3 separate regions of the Mus musculus genome follow, and regions 1 and 2 are each linked to region 3. A link is a contact called in public HiChIP or PLAC-seq data. All regions are on one chromosome and are shown on one strand. Each heading gives the region's core, a stretch centred on a gene start, on an enhancer-like site or on the middle of the called end of the contact. The rest is flanking DNA. Distances are from core to core; before and after follow the strand shown.

What was found. HiChIP or PLAC-seq counts read pairs in DNA pulled down with a chosen protein or histone mark.
Region 1: a contact with region 3 is called in an H3K27ac HiChIP or PLAC-seq map of acute myeloid leukemia, with 2.1 times the contacts expected there. The contact joins two enhancer-like sites. A contact is called at or near these places in 1 of 115 datasets of contacts at active chromatin or transcription factors (acute myeloid leukemia) and 1 of 9 other capture datasets (pancreatic islet).
Region 2: a contact with region 3 is called in an H3K27ac HiChIP or PLAC-seq map of large pre-B cells, with 5 times the contacts expected there. The contact joins two enhancer-like sites. A contact is called at or near these places in 1 of 15 datasets of contacts at CTCF or cohesin (large pre-B cells), 1 of 484 Hi-C or Micro-C datasets (embryonic stem cells) and 1 of 115 datasets of contacts at active chromatin or transcription factors (large pre-B cells).

The regions. Positions count from the first base shown.
Region 1 is chr2:35,494,409-35,498,354 of GRCm38.p6, reverse strand. Gm35260 (a long non-coding RNA gene) reads left to right here. Exons shown (of 2, transcript XR_374283.3): 2 at 41-433. Among named protein-coding and RNA genes, the nearest start is that of Gm35202, 7.1 kb to the left of the region's middle. Within about 2 kb of position 2,199, at least 171 of the 459 cell types and tissues checked have an H3K27ac peak or open chromatin away from gene starts, as enhancers often do. A contact at or near this core is called in acute myeloid leukemia, where this site is marked.
Region 2 is chr2:35,413,992-35,417,930 of GRCm38.p6, reverse strand. Ggta1 (glycoprotein galactosyltransferase alpha 1, 3) reads left to right here. Exons shown (of 8, transcript NM_001145821.2): 5 at 3,647-3,712. Among named protein-coding and RNA genes, the nearest start is that of 4930402F06Rik, 19 kb to the right of the region's middle. Within about 2 kb of position 1,355, at least 50 of the 459 cell types and tissues checked have an H3K27ac peak or open chromatin away from gene starts, as enhancers often do.
Region 3 is chr2:35,896,499-35,900,752 of GRCm38.p6, reverse strand. All of the region lies in intron 4 of Ttll11 (tubulin tyrosine ligase-like family, member 11), which reads left to right. All of the region lies in intron 2 of Gm35396 (predicted gene, 35396), which reads right to left. Among named protein-coding and RNA genes, the nearest start is that of Gm35396, 15 kb to the right of the region's middle. Within about 2 kb of position 1,667, at least 91 of the 459 cell types and tissues checked have an H3K27ac peak or open chromatin away from gene starts, as enhancers often do. A contact at or near this core is called in acute myeloid leukemia, where this site is marked.

The DNA.
Region 1 (3,946 bases), core at 950-3,449, 400 kb after region 3:
ATAACGGTTTCCTCTGAGATTGAAACACTCTGTCCTGCAGGGTCGCTCTTTAAACAAGAAGATAACAACTCAAAACAGCTCCAGGAAGTCCCTGAAACAGACCAGATTCACAGGCCCTTCCCTGCCAGAATGAAGTTTAAAAGCTCAAAGTTACTCTCAGACTGACAGAAGCTGAGCTAACAAAGAAGACTCTGAGACCAGACCAGCTGCCTGGAAGAAGCAGAAACCAACTGAGCTGCCTAGACCAGGCTTAGATCAGTTACTTGGAAAGGACACTTCGACTTGTTGAGTTATCTGCAGGCTGTTCAGTGTGCTTCATGTTTCTAGCTTTTGTGAACTGTCACCTGTGCTAGGATGAGCTTTGATGATGCAGCTGTCTTTGAGTCATGTCTCCTCCTGTAAGTAACCCCAATAACACTTATTGGTTTACCAAGCTGCACTTCAGTGGTATCTGTACTTTTGCTATCATGGGATCCTTATTTGGGGTGAGCAGATATGTGTGTTGTATCTCCCCGGGAAAAGGTTTTGTCACACAACAGTTATGACCACAGGAGATCTGGCAACACAGAACATTCCCTCAGCTGGCTGACAACATTCTGTATGTCCCCTCTCAGGATTGAGTACACAAAACTGCTGTCACATAGACATGAAAATGTCCCAGCTATCTTCAGATGAGGGCAAAACCTCTTGAGGCTTATAAGGAACTAATAAAGGTTTCAAATGCCATTTTTTCATCTGTCACCTTCAGTTGCATAAAAATGGTGAGTTAGATGACTCGGCCGATAAAGTGCCTGCTGAACAAGCCTGACTATTTTAATTCAATCCCTGGGACCCTGTAAATGTGGAAAGAGACTTGACTCCATGAAGTTGTCCTCTGACCTCTGCATGCACGCTGTAGTGTGAGCTCCCCTCTACCACTATGCACACACACACACACACACACACACACACACACTCACAGACACACACATATCTGGTCATCAGGAAATGGGGACCAAGAGACCATCACTTTTATATGCTGGGGGGTCCTGTCTCTACCCATTTTTAATATGTTCAGTCAATGTCTTCCTCCAGGTTCAGCCTTCAGCTCTGGTATACCCACTGCCTGCCTTAGCTAGGGCTGAGGGGTAGCCTGAAATGAACCACTGTCTATAGTCCAAGTTCGAACATACATGCCATGTGCCAGACAGGAACACAACAGGATGGATGTCAAGGAACTCAGGTTTTTTCAAAGGGGACAGGGATCCCCACCCCCATCTCGTGGAGCAGACCCGGCTACAGGGCTGGACAGTGCTCAGCATGGCTGCTCTTGGGACTTGTCCTCATCCTGGTCCTGGTGGGTGCTGGGGGAGTCATATCAGTACATTAGCCCATTAGAGTTCCTGCTGGGCAGAGGGGAGCCCCCAAAGGAGGGAGTTTCTTCTATGGTGGTCTCTAATGGCAGTGAGTGAAGGTGACAGAGCAACATGCTAAAACTTGGTGGCAGAGTCTCAGGGAGGCTCAGGGGATAGCTAGTTCACTAGCAGTGAAGCTGGATCCCCATCAGTCACTTCCTACTAGCCAAGATCCTTGGCTGTGTCAGGAAGCTGCAGGCAGGACTGACCCAAGGATGACTCGTATAATATGTCTTATGGCTGGAGTCCCCGTGGGAGTGGGTGGGAGCCTCTGACATGAGTTGTAGCTGCCAGAGTAACTTTTCCATATCCCTGGTGGGGACAGCAGTAACACCCAAGCAAGCCAAAGCTGCTATGATACAGGGCTCACTGGGTGATAGAGATGTATGTCTTACTTCTGTGGTGAGCTGAGCGTAGAAATGTAGGCTCTGAGAAGGCAGAGGGGGAGTGAGGCAACTGTGTTATAAGAAGGGAGGGTGTGGGCTGGGGCAGAGCCACGGCCAACTTCTTTAAGGGTATTACCTTTCATAGGGAAAGGAGGGGAGAGGGAGGGGGAACTCAGACACCAGGGAGACAGTTCATGGAAGAACAGTCTTGTGGCTCATGCCCTTCAGAAAATAATACCTGGTCTCATAGGAGCTCACGGAGGTGGGATGCTTAGCTGGTGGGTTTGCTGAAGACTCGAGATTGTAAAACTAGGGAACTCAAAGAAAATCATTCTGGGCACCCATTTACTAGGCAAAAGGAGAGCTTACTGACAGCCCTCCCCGATTTGCATACTAAAAATAACACCCAAACCTCAAGTGGATACGTTACAATGTATTGTACCTATTTCCGGTTCTCACCAGTGACTGGTGTAGCAGCAAAGACAGAGGAACTGAAACCAGATGCAAGGATGAAGTTGATTTTCAGAGACAGGATGTCAAGGGGAAAGGAAAGTTCCAGAAGACATCCAACATGATATGCTGTATGTGCACGGTTCAAGATGAAAAACGAGACTGGACAATAACGATCAGAGGTGTCTGTCTGTGGCACAACTCAGGAATTCTGGGACTTTGAAACAAGGGAGCAGTGTGGGAGCGGGAGATGAGTTGGAGGAGAACACACAGGCAGCTAAGGCAGAAGTGGTTGCATCGACTTAAACCTAGTGGTCCGTGTGTGGCTACCTTTCGTGACAATGCCTTGTGACTTCATGTACGTGACACATTTCCTCAACCCAGGCCTTTCCATCTCCTTCCGAGTTGCCAGAGAACTCAGCTATTTCCCAGCCTTCTGACCCTGGCAATGGAGATCTTATGCTTGTGGTTTCAAGCCACCCAGCCTTGAGTAATCGATCTATGACACAGTCACAGGAAACGGTTGTACTGGGTTTGCTGTTCTTCATGCTGACAATGAGAGTCGCCAGCAGAGGTCACATGCCTTCCAAGGCTTCTGTTTCCTGCTTTGCTGTGGCCATTAGGTCTATATATCTGTTGACCTACCTGGATTTCTAGTGTTTATAAACACCAGGAGCAAAAGCGACACAGGGCATCAAGGGTTCATTCGACGTATGGGATCCAACCACAGTCGATAATTGTACAAGCAAGGCAGAGGAAACTCAAGGCAGGAACCTGGAGGCAGGAGCTGAAGCAGAGGCCTTAGAGGAATGCTGCTTACTGGCTTGCTCCGCATGGCTTGCTCAGCCTGTCTTCTTATAGCATCCAGGACCCCTGAAATGGACCCACACATGCCAGTCATTAATCAAGAAAACACTCCACAGCCTTGTTTGCTGGGGATATTTTCTCATTTGAGGTGCCCATTTCCTCCATGACTCTAGGTTGTGTCAAGTTGACAGAAAACAAGCGGCACACCTCTCCTGCATTCTGGGCTCGCCTCAGGTGGAGGCAGGTCCTGCCTGTCACACCACACCCCTTCTCTTCTCTCTGTGTTATCCTTGTCCTCTGGAGCATCCCAGTTGGGAGGAGGGTGAAGATCCAGGCAGGATCAGGTTATGAAAGATGCTAATTCTGAAAATCTCTGTGAGTCTGTTGGGTGCTCCTGGTGAGCGCTAGCTTGTCCCCTGCCTCTGGGTGGCAAGATTGCTAGGGATGCTAGCTAGTTACTGTTGCCACAGAGAACAGTGGATGTCCACAATTCCTCCTCCCTCCTTTACTGCTCTCTTGGGCCAACTGCTTCCAATGTCATCATGGAAAGCAAGGGTTGTCAAGGGGACGCAGAAAAGCAGGCAATCTGGATTTGGGGATGGGGTGAAATGTGTGGTCCCTGCTCTGCTGACAGCCTGCCCAGGACCCAGGTCCAAGCCTCTACCTCATGTCCCTTGTCCCCTACCCTGAACCACACTTCTGCCTTACTTCTGTGGTGTCTGGGGGAACAGAGAAATGAATCTGGATTTGGGGTTCGAGTTCCAGCTCTGTTGCTCTCTGCTATGAGGTGCTGGGGAAAGAGATCATCTTCTGAGCCTTTGTTCCTTCATCTGCAAAGAAAATGAAGCAGCGCTGGTTTAAGGGGTGGAGAACCTTGTTTTCTGCCAGATGTGGTAGTGCTTGCCTTTA
Region 2 (3,939 bases), core at 106-2,605, 480 kb after region 3:
TAGTGTTCTTAATGTTGGCTTGTCTTCTCCTCTCTTCTCATAGTTGCCCTCTTTTCCTCATGGTCCCCCCTTTTCTAATTGTCTCCCCCTTTTTCCTCATTGCCTTCCTCTCCTTCTCATTGTCTCCTCCTCCTCCTCCTATGGTAAGATGTGGAGTTACTCCACAGGCTCAGATGTGGGGTTCTGCACCTCATTAGTAGAATGACTTTGAGAAGACTCATGGATTGCCCCTGCCCTCCAGAGTAAGGCTGGGGACAGAGTGGTGTGAGGATTCCCAAAGCCACTGTGTGTCAACTGCGTGGAACAGTGCATGGCTAGGCTCACCAAAGCACTACATTAATACATTGATTTAGGAGCTAGGTACATTAGGGCTTTGTCCTGGAGTATGGATCTTGGGGCAAAGCTGGAGGAGGTAACAGGGCAGGAAGGCAGATGTTTGCTCCCTGGGAGGAGGCTTGATCTCTGGTGTGGGGAGGAAGTGGGGAGAGGAGATAAGAGCCAAAGAGACCCTGGTAGAATCTGAAACAACTATTAACGATGGGATGAGCAAAGTCAGCCATAGGGTTTAGGCACAGTGCCTCTGCCCAGCACCAAATTACTCAGTATGGCACTAAGTCCTGTCTTTTTGAGACACTTCTCATTGGTCATTGCTATGCAGAGCAGGGAGGCCTCAAACTTGTAGCTTCTGCTGCTCAAGGCTGGAATTAGAGGCACCAAGCCACCACACACATTTTCCAGTAGCCTCTCTGGTCAGCACTGTCACCAGCCATGGCTGCCTTGACCACTGCCCACTTCCTAACTGTTCTCCACACCAACTCTTTATGCTCATTGCTGCTCTCTGGCCACACTAGCTTTCTACCAGTTCTTCCCAGGCAAATTCCCTAGCCAGGATGTATGTTGCTGTATGTTGCCTTCTCTGTTACATTGTATATTTTTCATGAGCCCCAGCACTCGGTGTGTAGGACTTGCCTAGCACGTGTAAGACTGATGAGAGCTAGTGCCCTAAAGTAGTTGTAGCTGGCCTAGCCTTCTGGTTAAAGCAACACCCATGGGGGCTGCTCAGAAGAAGGGATCTGAGCTGAATGTGGCGGCTATTTCCTGTGGGGAAGAATCCTCAGCCTGAGGTGGCTGGCCGTGGCGCTTCCACCTTCCCCGCCTTCCTCATTGCCCAGCTTCTGGGACTGTGGTGGAAGAGGACCTTCCTGTCATGTAACAAACAGCTGGGTGACTTTAAAAGAGAGAAAGAGGGAAAAAAATCCCCCAAATAAAAACAAGAATTGAGAGTGTTTGGGTGCCCACTTCTGTTCCTCAGTGATGCTTGTGGGAATCCCCTGAGAACCCAAACGCTTAAGGAAAACCACTGCAGTGAAGCCTTTCTGAGAATTAAAAGTATATGACGTTTCTATTTCTTATTTGTCCTTAGCCCAGAAGGCTCTTTCTTGTGGATATATCACACAAAGTAAGTGTTCTGAATTCTGTGTATCTATTGGATGTCTGGATCACTTGATTTTTTTTTTTTAGCCCCTAAAGTTGATTTCCTCTCTTCAAGCCAGCCAATGTAGTGCTCGGGCCACAGTAAAGGGAGGAGAGAGGCCAGGACAGGGAGGAGGATTGCTAGGGCCCTGGGGTCAGGGCTGCAACTCTGCTAGTCCCCAAACTGGTCTTTGTAGAATAGTGATGAGTTTTGCTCTCGGTTCTGCTCAGGGGACTCTCCTCAAATATTGTCATGGGGACCATTTTTGGTTGACGTAGGGAAAGAGCCCAGGGAACTGCATGCTGTAGTGTGTACCCTCAGTGCTGCTGTGAGGCACTGAGGGAGGACTTACGTTCAGTTCCAGTTTCTTATCTTCTGCATGGTGGCCAGGAAGTTCAGAAGAAATAATTTGTAACAGCTTTCACCACACGTAGCCTTCATTTGGGTGTAATTCATTCCCTGGTGTTACACCTGCCTTGTATCCTTACCTGCTGAGGGGTCTTGGCCACACACTCAAACCCACTGAGCCCTCACTTCAGCCGTAAAGAGGAGAATAGACGTGAAACTTGAATTTGAGATTGCCAAGGTCATGCGAAAATATACACTGGGTAACCAAATGAACCAGTGGCATTTTCTTGGTGTATGTGTGTGGTATGTGCACGTGTGTGAGTGGGTGTCTATGGTTATGCCTGCCTATGCATGTACCAGTGTGGGCCAGAGGGCAAGGTTTATTATTCTATTCTTCTGTACCTCAAGTTTGGAGACAAAGCTTCCTACTGAATTTGGGTATTAATTTTGGCTATACCAGCTGGCCAGCCAACCCAGGACTCCTGGTTTCCCCCCCTACCCCCCACTAAGTGCCAGGGTTCTACACTTGTACCGCTTGCTTTGGATTTTGTCAGAGTGCTGGAGATCTGACCTGGGGTCCTCATGCTTTTGAAGCAAGCACTTTATTCACTGAGCAATCTTCCTAGCCACTAATATTTCTTTTATTAAAATTGTGTGTGTGTCTTTGTGTGTGTGTGTGTGTGTGTGTGTGTGCGTGCGTGTGCGTGCGCAGATTGGAGGACAACTTGGTTCTTTCCTTCTACTCTTATGGGTCGAGGAATTGAACTTGGGTCATCAGACTTGGTAGCAAGTACCTTTGTACCCACTGAGATATCTTATCCGCCTTTCTCTATTGCCTATGACTTTTGTGTGTGTGTGTGTGTGTGTGTGTGTGTGTGTTTTCTTTCCCAATTATTATAAGCACGTCTTGAATTCACTAACTATCTCAGACATTTCCAGAGGCAATTGAGGCCTAGAGTGAATTTCTTAGCCAGGTGTGGTGGAGTGAGCCTCTTGTCTCTGCCATAGGCCACATGGGAGGGCGGCTGTGGTAGCCTGAGCTACAAGCCAGGACCCCACCTCCAAACAGGGTCCCTAATGTTGTATGCCTGTTCAGAGTCACCTTGTCACTGCATCCAACTTTCTCTCACTAGAGACACCTGAAAGTAGAGATTATTAACCATGATTATCAAAAGTCAGGGCCAAGATTGATATATAACTATTTTCTAACTTTTCTGTTGTCAATCTTCAGATTTCCTGAAGCTTTCATTGATTGGGCAATGGGATTTTTTTCTCAGATTAATCTCTATAATACATGCATGTATACAGACACACACAGACACACACGCATGCAGTCATTCTCGGGAAGGTGCTTTTTCTTATTTTAATATTACCCCTCGTTACAGCCGCTTTATGTTCACCAGGCTCTTGCATATCTGCTGTCTCATTGGTCATTACAGATCCCTTCGTGGAAGGATTATTATTGATTACCCTTTTCAGAGAAGAACGTGGCAGTTTAGACAGTGTGAGTGTATGCCAAAGTCACTCCACTAGCAGGAGGAGATCGTGACCACAGGCTCTCAGGTCTGCAGGGTCTCCACCATTCTGATTTCCCTGCCCCTTATCCTTCAGGGGTCCCAGGGATGAGCAGAGTGCTCAGGGCTGCCCAGAAGGGCGCAGCTGAGGCCCCTCAAGTCCACTCTCTGCCTTTAGCTCAGCTGCCTTTTGCGTGTCCATGTTTCATGAGCTGCATCTTGACGTTCACTTTTTCTAGTGCTACCCGACCCTTAAAGTTCAGGACCGCCTCGATTTCTAGATGTGTTTATATTCTTTTTCATTTCCTAGAATTCCAGAGGTTGGTGAGAACAGATGGCAGAAGGACTGGTGGTTCCCAAGCTGGTTTAAAAATGGGTAAGGGATCAGGATGGGTTCCTAAGTCCCTGAAACCCACAGAGGACCCATGGCCTCCTCCCTCCCTTCTTCTGGCTCACTGGACTCACTCATGGAGTCTCCTCATTGCTGTTGTTGTTTTTGTTGTTGTTAGCTTCTATTGTTATTGTGAGGGGTGGGGAGTGTGTTTGTGTGTATGACGTGTGTATGATTGCAGCTGTGTGTACACCATAGTACTCATCGGAGGT
Region 3 (4,254 bases), core at 418-2,917:
GTGTGTTCTTCCATATTCTCTTCCCCAACCCATCCTCTACATAACCACTATTCTGAATGGTATGTTGACCATTTCCTCGACTTTCAGAACTACATGTGGTCATGCATATATGTCCCCCCAGACAGGACACTGCCTTATCTGACTCGCTTCCGAGCTTCATATCAGCCCCAGTGTGACTCCCACCTTCTGAAGCGCCTGCTCCTTCACAGGCAATGGCCCAAAGGTCTGGCCCATTGCTGGGGCTAGTGGCATGGGTTGGCTTGCACTGGTGCACACCACATAAGTACACACAGTTTATCACTTTTTCTGTCAAAGGAGATCTGGGTGTTTCCTGACTCAGCTAGAAGGGTTGAAGGCAGTAAGGGATGAGAGTGAAGAGAGGGGTCAGAGCAATGTCTCTCTCATAGATAGACACCTACTGACCAGCCCACAAACACACTGGGTTGCTCCAGATCCAGAGACTCAGGGATTTTGCCCCCATCAGCAGGATCATCAGGTGAAAGCCTCTGGCCAGGGATTGAGACAGTGTGAGAAGTAGTAATTGTCCCATCGAGTCCCATCCATGGTCCTATGCCAATCCTGCTCTCTGAGCCTGCAGCTCTTAAGCAGGTATTTGCAATAGCCGTGAGGAGATGGTTAGAAAGGGCTACTGAGGAGGACTTCAGGACAGTGCTAGAACAAAGAAGTCCCAACCCAGGCCACCACAAAGTGAGGGTCACACCCTGGGTTCATCCCTGAGGACAAGTGTGGCCATGCCTGTTTGGCTATTCTAAGAGCATCCCATGGGGCCAGGCAAGCATGACCAAACCACAGAGGCCCAGCAAGGAGGACCGGGTGGTCATTATGTGTGTGTCCTGCAGTAGACAGGCAACAACAGCCACCAAGGTTGGGGTAGGGCCAGCTGTAGGGGCTGAAAGTCCAGATCAGGAGCCACTGCTTTGGTTAGGGTCACAGCTAGCAAATGGGCTCAGAACCTCATGGCCATTTGCCACTATTTGACCACACGCTAAACGCTTCCAGGGTGATGAGACAGGCTAGGAATGAAGCCCTTTCTGGTATAGTAAGTACTGGAGACTTTCTCACCACCTAGTGTGTCTTAGGTTCCCTCTGCACACTCACACCTGTGTGTGTGTGTGTGTGTGTGTGTGTGTGTGTGCGCGCGCGCGCGCGCGTGCGTGCATGTGTGTGTGTGCGCGTGCATGTGTGTGTGCACACGTGCACGTGTGCACACTGGGAAGTGATGTAGGTGAAGAGGCTTTAAGAAGGTGTCAAGTGGTATCTGTTGCTCTGAGTGCCTTGGATACGCAGTAAGGGAGAGGATTTGGAACCTACTCAGAGCCAAGTCCACTCCTGCTTGCTCTGTCTGAATCACCTTTCAGGATGCTGTTAGCTGGGCTCTAGACACACGGGCAGACCTTGAGGTTTCCATGGTATGGTTCTGATGTCCATTTGCCACGTGACCTGTCCTAAGTCACTTAACTCTTCAGGAACTTAGCTTCCTCCCCTGCCTTACAGGGTCAGCACCCAACTCCTGTGAGACATGGATGACACAGGAAACACTTTGCATACTGTTGAGACTCGGCACAAGTGCAGGAAGTTATTTCTTAGCTGGGCAGGTCTTTCTTGCTTGTAGCAAGACCTGGCCAGATGGCAGCGTTACAGAGCGTAAACCCTGGCCAACCAAATTACACTCATCTGGGGCATGTGACTGTGACCCTGTTCCAGCCATGACCACAGTAATGACTTGGAAAACATGGTGGCCAAGCAACAGCTGGCACGGCTCTGCTGTGGTCAGATTTCCTGTAATCTGCTGCTGAGGAACACAGCTGCCCTGTCATTTCAGCCTCTGCCTTGTCATTGCCCAGGCAGCCCCAGCCACAGAGCCTCACATCTGCTGTCTTGAGGGCAGCAGTGTGACCCTGGCTTAAATATCAAGGTCAGCCTGGGTGTAGACAGTCATGTGGCAGAAACACACACAGAGGGAACACACTTTGTGGCTTGAACTGTATAGTTTTCTTGTTCTCCGTGTCTAATTTTGTCTTTAGCCATGACCCTCCTGTTGGATGTCTAGAGATAGAGCTTTCCTAAGGCCTAGTATAATTCTCCTCTTCCTGTGTCCTCTACCCTCTCTCTTACCCCACAGCCTATACACATCACCAGGCAGAAGCTGAGAATCAGTGTATTGGGGTGGGGGATGGAGGGGCTGTCAAGGGCTGGGGTTTCCCTCTCAGATGGACTGGGTTGAGCTTCTTCCAGCTCCTGCTTACAGCAACTGTAGCTGGCGAGCTCGACAAGTCAACCTTTTCTAGTCTGGATTTTTTTAGCTATAAGTAGCAAGCTTGTTTGTAGCCATACCCCAGAGTTGTTGCACACTCCAGCAAGAGGGAGCTGTGTAAAACAGCCCCCAATACACAGCAGTCACTTAATAAGTGAGAATATGGGTGTTTATTACTCTGACAACAGTTATCACACCTACCCACCTACAGTAACCTTGAAGTTACTGTAAATCGGCAACTATCCTCATTTTGATGTTAACTAGGACATTGGTGATAAAAGTTTGGAATCAAGTTTGGAAACCAAGACCTTAGCCTGGTGTTTGTCGCATCCCAATCCAGCTGCCTAGCTCCCCTGTGCCTCAACCTTGGTTCTTCCACACCAGATCTGCTTCCTCTCCAGAGGTTGTCACCAGTGCCTCCCTGGTTGGACCATTGGTCCTCTGTCTCTGCCAGCCTGGCCTGCTCACTCCTATTCACTAGTTTCAATATTCAGTACCTTCCAAAGTACAGCTCAAGACTTTCTTTCTCTGTAAAGCATTCCTTGTCCACTCTGACTATGTTATTTTCTTCCTTTGCAATATATCACATTCCCTGGGTACCCACTGAGATGAGACCTGAGATAGGTGTGGGCCATGTAGCTAAGGACAAGGCGAGGCCAGGGCCTCTAAGGGGTGCTCCGGTTAGTGTGAAAGACTCACAGAGATAATCCCTGCTCTGTATACATCATGCTGTCCAAGTGCTCACATGAGATGAGGGGAGAGAGTTAACTGTCCAACTGAAGGCTCCCAGAGGGGATGCCCAAGTGAGTTCAAGGCATGATTGAGGGTTTTCCCAGCAAACACCGAAGGGTCTCACATTCTCCTGTTTCCCTGCTACCTTACTGGTTGTTCTTCCCTGGCCTCTTCCTCTGGACCTGTCATTAATGGAAATATATTGGAGGTCCCTGGATATCAATTCTTGGAAACTTGTCTTTGTACATCTACCATCTCTTCCTAAATGATCTCATCCTGCCCTGTGGCTTTAGGGATCAGTTAAGTGCTGTTGAGCCCTAAATTTATATTGCTAATCTTGACCTCTGCTGGAGCTCCAGGCTGATATATACCATTGCTCCCTTGCTCTTCCCACTGGGATAGCTAGTGGGCACCAAACACCAGAGTCAAAAGCAAACCCGCGCCTTCCCTCCTAAAGCCTGCCACCCACAGCTCTTCCTGTTTCTGTAAGCAAGCAGCATTCACATAGACAGAAGCTGGAATCATCCTTTGCTCTTTCATCCCCTTCTTGCCACATGCAACTCACAAAGAACCCTGCAGTAGCCAACAAGAAGCTTCAGAAGCACAAGTCAGGTGACATTGCCTTGCCTTGCTCAAACCCGGCAAGGGCGCCTTCATTGCACTCACAACCCTGGCTGCTATGCGATTTATAAGATGCTGTCTAATCCATCCTCTCTGTTCTATCAGAGCTCAGCTCCTACCATGTTCCTTTTGGCCACCTACTTTGTTTCAGTACTCGTTTCTAGAATGCTCTTGCCAGCCCTTCAAACAGGACTCACTCTTTTACTTTAGTTGCTGTTGACACGTCACTTCCTGAAATCCACAGTTCTGGTCATGATGGAGCCACAAAGACTCACCCTTAACAGCTTGGCTGCCAGAAATATGTAAAAATATGTATGTGAGTAAGTGTTTTGAGCTTTGGATGGTAGAGGTGGCCTACTGTGAGCCCAAGAAAAGGATAGCATCAAAGCAAATCCTGCCGATGTCCCTGCTTTCTGTTAGAGGCAGTGTCTGGAGTATGGGACAAGGCTGGCGTGCCACACAGACCTGGTGACCTCAAGGAAAGAGACTGGTGATGTGGGCCAGATTCTGGAAAGCTGGTTAAGTCAAGAATGAGCCCCAGAAATCTATCCCAGGATCCCAGCAAGTCTTAGTGGAGTCCTAGGCCATTTGTGTGTGTGTTAGGGTGGGCGTGGGGTGTTCATCTA